Linked DNA regions of Mus musculus: region 2 is linked to region 1. Evidence: chromatin contacts called from public HiChIP or PLAC-seq data. All regions are on one chromosome and are shown on one strand. Each heading gives the region's core, a stretch centred on a gene start, on an enhancer-like site or on the middle of the called end of the contact. The rest is flanking DNA. Distances are from core to core; before and after follow the strand shown.

What was found. HiChIP or PLAC-seq counts read pairs in DNA pulled down with a chosen protein or histone mark.
Region 2: a contact with region 1 is called in an H3K4me3 HiChIP or PLAC-seq map of bone marrow-derived macrophages, with 2.7 times the contacts expected there. The contact joins the promoter of Fam76b here to the enhancer-like site in region 1. A contact is called at or near these places in 6 of 115 datasets of contacts at active chromatin or transcription factors (the 230-238 cell line, bone marrow-derived macrophages, effector CD8 T cells and 3 more) and 2 of 9 other capture datasets (adipose tissue and liver).

The regions. Positions count from the first base shown.
Region 1 is chr9:13,313,025-13,316,042 of GRCm38.p6, forward strand. The region is part of intron 1 of Maml2 (mastermind like transcriptional coactivator 2); the gene reads left to right. Among named protein-coding and RNA genes, the nearest start is that of Maml2, 17 kb to the left of the region's middle. Within about 2 kb of position 1,672, at least 60 of the 459 cell types and tissues checked have an H3K27ac peak or open chromatin away from gene starts, as enhancers often do. A contact at or near this core is called in adipose tissue and bone marrow-derived macrophages, where this site is marked.
Region 2 is chr9:13,826,318-13,829,017 of GRCm38.p6, forward strand. It overlaps Fam76b (family with sequence similarity 76, member B), which reads left to right and starts at 1,399. Exons shown (of 10, transcript NM_176836.4): 1 at 1,399-1,744; 2 at 2,443-2,507. The coding sequence starts at 1,658. Cep57 (centrosomal protein 57) reads right to left here and starts at 790. Exons shown (of 11, transcript NM_026665.4): 1 at 539-790. The coding sequence starts at 583.

The sequences.
Region 1 (3,018 bases), core at 422-2,921:
TTACAAATCCTTAACTGCGTTTGCGGGTAGACTGGGCCAGTGAAGGTCTTGACCTTCGCAAGCTCACCCACTAGGAACTCAAAGCCAATGACTTTCCTAGAAGGAATGGCAATCATGAATGGAGTGAGGGTGTTGGACTCTCTAGGCACACCAAACTAGAATAAAGGAGACTGGAAAGGAGCCTTTTTTTCTTATTCTTATTTTTTCTTATTTCAATCATTAATTTGCAAGAAAACAAGTCAAGACAAGAGTATGGTTTAATTTAGGAAACTAAACACTCAGCTGCTGCATTTCTGATGACTCCTAGGAGTCCACTAGCAGGGTCATGGAGAAGGGCTGCAGAGTCCTCTGAAGTAAGGGCTCAAAGGAAATTCTCCATGGATATTCACAGGACCCACAACTGGTCTTTAAGCTTTTCTCCTTCCTGTTAAGTCTTTTCTGAGTAATATCTTGGATGGGACTTAAAGGAAAGATCTGCAGCTCTTTGCTTAGAAGAAACTTTTGTATGCAATCAAATCCAAGTGGAGAATACATTTCTTTAAGTTGATGAATGTTTTCTTTTACCAGAAGAAAGTGGCAAGAATCATAATCGATGAGGTTTTTGATGGAGATAAAAATATGCTTTATTTATTTCAAGTTAAAGTTCCACCATGGTGTCAGACGTCTGACATGCATCACTCAGTGGATGTTGAACAATACTGGCAAATATACAAACACAAACTTTTGTGTCTGTGTGTGAATGCTTGCATATATATAAATATATATACATGTAGGTACATATGTGTCCACGTGTTGAGGCCAGAGGATGTATCTGCTGCGTTCCTCGGGTGTTATCTATCTTCTTTGCTTGTTTGTTGTGTGTCTGTTTGCTGTTTTGAAACATGGCCTTTCACTACCTGGAATTCTGGAATTCAGCAAGTATGCTAAGCTAGCTGGCCAGAGAGCCCCAGGGATGCGCCTATCTCTACTTCCCCAGTAACAGGATTCCAAACACATAGTACCTGCCCTTGCTTTTTGTATGTGAATTCTGGGGACTGAACTCAGGCCTTTGTGGCTGACTAAACTGACTGAGCAGCCTCACAAACATGTTGTTTGCTTGTGAGTCAAGGTCTCATGATGTAGTCCTGGCTATCCTGGAACTCACTATGTAGACAGGACTGACCTCAAACTCACAGAGATTCACTTCTGCTTCCCAAGTGCTGAGATTAAAGTTGGGCACCACTACTCCCAGCTTTTACAAGTATGAAAATTTGAGATCACAACCCCTTCTACCGTGTACTATGCATAGAGTGAGAAATATTGTTCTTCACCATGGCCTTCCAGTACAGCATGCTTATTTAAAATCACATTATATGTCTAATTTTTCAAGCACTATTCTAAATGTTTTTGAAGTATTAACTCATATCCCTGTACTTAAACCATGACATTATTCCCATTTGACAGATAGGGACTGAGTAGTGGTACAGTAAGAGTTTGAACTGTTGCTAGCTGCTAGAGTCCTATTACCTCTAACCAATGTCCCTTGCTGAGTGTAGAAGACACTCACGCAGGTGTCCTCAGACTCCAGCTCACGTCTGATCCAGGCCTGAGTTTTGAAGCAAGTACAACAAAGTATTTGCAATCCAGTGCTGATTAGACATGAAGAGTCATCTTAGCTGCAGATGCAGCTCAGTAGGAATGCCTAAGGCTATAGATCACTCTTTGAGTTGCCTGTCTCCTGTTTTCTAAGCCTCAGAAAGTGCTGGAACATGTAGTTCGTGAATGACAGATATGCTTTGGCTTGCATTCTGGGATAGGTTTCTACAGCCACCTGGAAGGCCTGTGGAGGTTTCTGAAATAAAACGTGTGCTCACTGGGAAGGAGAACGATGCTGAGTCATTATCCTCACTGGCCCCGTGGGCATGGCTGGTCTCTGGGATAGACTCTTTATGCTCAGGAACCAGCCATGGAGTATCTCCAGTGTGCATTCCAGATGGAATGTTAATTCTTGTGGAGGAATGGTTCCAGATCTGACTATGTTGTGAGGAGGCTACAGTCCATCTGGAAAACAAGTTTATGTTTAGAAATAAACTGCCTTTACCTTATAGATCCCTTACAGATATTGCGGCCTCTGTTCTGTAAGTGTGGTGTGGAGACTTCTTTCCCTACTTGCAACTAGATCACTCTCTCTAAAATCCTTACACATGAAAATCCTGCAGACACTGTCTCCGTGGTATAAATTCTGGAAGAGTTGTTCTTTGGATGGGAATGGCCACAGAAAGTGAGGAGATGGTGAGCATGAGGCCCAGAACATAAAAGCCATCCTTGGGGTTTTCTTTTGGGAATTAGATCTTGCTATAAGCTTCCATAACACTTCTCAGGAAATCTGTTGTTTCATCTAAATCCTGCCCTCGGCCCAGGAATGGAGAGGAAAAGACTGCAGTTCCCCAAGCACTCTTGTCAGGAGCTTTCTGTGCTAAGAGGCAGGAGACTTCGCTCCTTGACTTCATGTTCCTCTGCTGTGTGTTACAAGCATGTTCAGTGTGGGTCCGCTCCATGGTTTTGTCAGATTCCCAAAGTGCTCCAAGGCCTGAAGAACCTGAAGTCAAGGCTTGGGGTGAGAGGAAGAAGAATCCTAGGAATGCTGGAGTAGTGAGATTGTTGTCCAGAGCACAAGCTCCGGGAGAGCTCTTGAGTTGATTACTAGTCTGTGTTCTGCTCACTCCAGGCTCAGGAATCGGGGCTGAAATCAAATGTACCTTGTTTTGTGCCTGATTCCCTAACCCTGGGCCTTCTTGTCTGTTGTGTTATCTATCTGGGCACCATTGCCCTGTTTAGCTGTCCCCAGGTCTGCTTTTTTTCTGCAGGTTTCTTTCATTCTCTTCTGCAGGTGAGAGCCCTAGTAAACAGTCTCTTAGGCTTGGTTTCTAAGTGACCTCTCACATTTGCAGGCTTCCTGCCCTCTCACCTTAACCTCTGCATTTAAATAATGTCTCTCCCTTTCATTAAGGACCTTCTTAGTGAATATTTGAGGCCTGG
Region 2 (2,700 bases), core at 149-2,648, 510 kb after region 1:
CTCTTAAAACATCAGTGACTAACTAAACCCGCAGGCTTAATTTTCCCGATCGCTTCTCCAGAGCAACTTTTCCATACAGAGTCTAGTAATGGGAAGTGGGAATGCCCGGGCTCCGCCTGCAAGGGTCGCGCAACAAACAGAGAGGCACGGCAGCAAGGGCGAAAACGCACTCTGGGGACCACGGACGCCTCAGCGGCTGCCACTCTACAAACCTGCACACCTACCTGTTAGTGAGTTTCCGAGACGGGCCGTTACGCTCACGTGACCGACAGAGCTTTGTGTTAGCGGGCCTGAGAGTGCACCAGCCAGGCTCGGGACAACGCTCCAAAGCACCGGCTGAGAGGACAAGGGAACGCAGGGTGGAAAAGGAGGTGCTCCAGAAAACACAGTTGCAGCCTCCGGGAGTGGCACGCGGCCTCGGGCAGCCCGCCATCCTGCGGGACGAGGGCTGACGCCAGATCGCGGGCCCCCTGAAAAGTGAGGCAACCCGGAGAGCCGTACAGGCCCACCTGGAACCCACGCGATTGCCGCCCCTTACCGAAAACTGAGAATCAGAAGCCGCCGAGACCGAGGCTGCCGCCATCTTCCCACCTGCGCAACCCCAGACGCCGTCCTTGAGCTCCTCCTCCGGATTCGACAGCCGCCCGCCTGGGGCAAGCGGAATCCAAGTCCCCGATGGAAGGGGCGGGCGAGCTGCGAACCCTATAGGAGCCTCGGTCTCGCAAACCACAAGGACGCCACACTCAGCGCGCACGGGAAAGGCAACGCGTCTTGATAGACGCCTTCCAGTGACCAATCAGAAAAGAGGACAACTTCTGGTGGCAGGGAAGAGCCCGCCTCCTCTCTCGGTGACGTCACAAGGTAGCGCATCGCGGAGCCTGCGGGAACGGCAACGTCTGAGTTGACAGACGGCTCTGGGAGCGTCTGAAAAGGGATGGATTTTCTGGATGAGGAAGCAAAGGCTAGGGCTTCTGGAACCTTCAGCGCCTGCTGAGGCGGATGACGGAAGCTGAATAAAGGAGAATGGAAAGTTGACATACTCCATCAGCATCCCAGGAATAAACTCCAGAGAGCGTTGCTTCTCCATTTGATGTACTGACCTTTCGGCCAATGACAAACAGAAGTAGGAGGGGCTTAAGGATATGGTCCAATGGAAGCCAAGGACTGAAAAAAAGCGGCGTTTCGTGGACCCCCTGGCCAATGGGCTCAAGCGCACCAGCCAAACGACGACTGGCCGTGGCTTGTGGGCGGGATCTTTTCAAAGCGGATTTCGCGCTCTGAGAGCGGCGGCTTCCTATTGGTTGGTACTTTCTCTCTTTGTGGGCGCTCCCTGCCGAACCTAGGCCAGGGACTGGGCGGAGCTTTCTAGTGACGTAAGGCTCTCTGTAGCCAATCGTAGAGAGGGACGCGAGACCGAGGAGGAAGCGGAATCCACCGCCTAGCTCCCGCTTCGTCTCCCTCCGCCGCGGTCCGGGCCTAAACGGGAGCGGCGGGGCGGGCGGCAGTAGGTGTCCCGGGACGGCGGCGGAGGCGGAGGGAGACGCAGGGGACCCGGCAGTTACCGGGACTGGGCCACAGCAGCAGAAGAGCCCGCGGGCGGGGCAGCCGAGTTCCCGGAGGCCCCGCCTGAGCGCGCGCGGAGGAGCCGGAAAGCAGGATGGCGGCGTCGGCCTTGTACGCCTGCACCAAGTGCACGCAGCGCTACCCCTTCGAGGAGCTCTCGCAGGGCCAACAGCTCTGCAAGGTCGGTGGGCGCCGGTCGTTCAGCGCACCGCTCCCCGCCAGGGCCCGGGCATTATATGGGCGAGCCCCGTGTCGACCGCGTCCCGCCTGCTCGCAGGTTGGGCTAGCTCGGCCGCTTCTGGCGGTCTCGGGTGGGGCTGAGCCAAGCGGCCACCAGTCCTCCGTGTCGCAGAGATTGGGTGCAGACTCTCTCATCCCAGCTTTGGCAGGGACTGCCCTCTCCTTCCACTGGGAGGCAGGGCCCGTGTTTGCACTTTCTTGCTAGCAACCCGAAGCTGCAGAGCTGATGGCATTCTGCTTCCCTGTCCCGGAAAGCGAAGCGACTGGTTTAGGAACAGAGTGCTCTCTGATTTGGAGCTCCTCCCATCCCATAAAAGCCGGGATGCTGTCTGTGAGCAATTGTACAAAATAACTAGTAGTTTCACATGTAAACCACCCCTGGAAGTCAGTCCTGACAGCTTCCTTAGTTTCTCTCTGTTCCATATACCCCCTCCGCACCCCCCCCCTCCACTAAGGACAAAAATATCCCCATGGAATTATACTCTGCCTGACGGCTGATGTGATAAGTCACCCAGTTGTTTACGTTGCCAGCCAGGTTTTATTGACATTTCAGGCACTTGACTAAGTCGATTAATTTCTACCAAAGAGTGAGATTGGGTCTCTGAAATAAATACTGACTTATGTATTATCTTATTACAGGAATGTCGGATTGCACATCCTATTGTAAAATGTACTTACTGCAGATCAGAATTTCAGCAGGAGAGGTTTGTATACTGAGCAGTCTTTCATTGTTACAAATTCGTATAAGGAATAATTAGGGGTTGTAATATTTGTGTTAAAGTGCTTTGAAAAACTGATTTGTTTTTGAAATTTAAAATTTAGAGCTACTATGTACAGTATGAGAGAAGACATTTAACTAAAGAAATTCTGGTTTTACATGTGAAAATAAGGGATAAA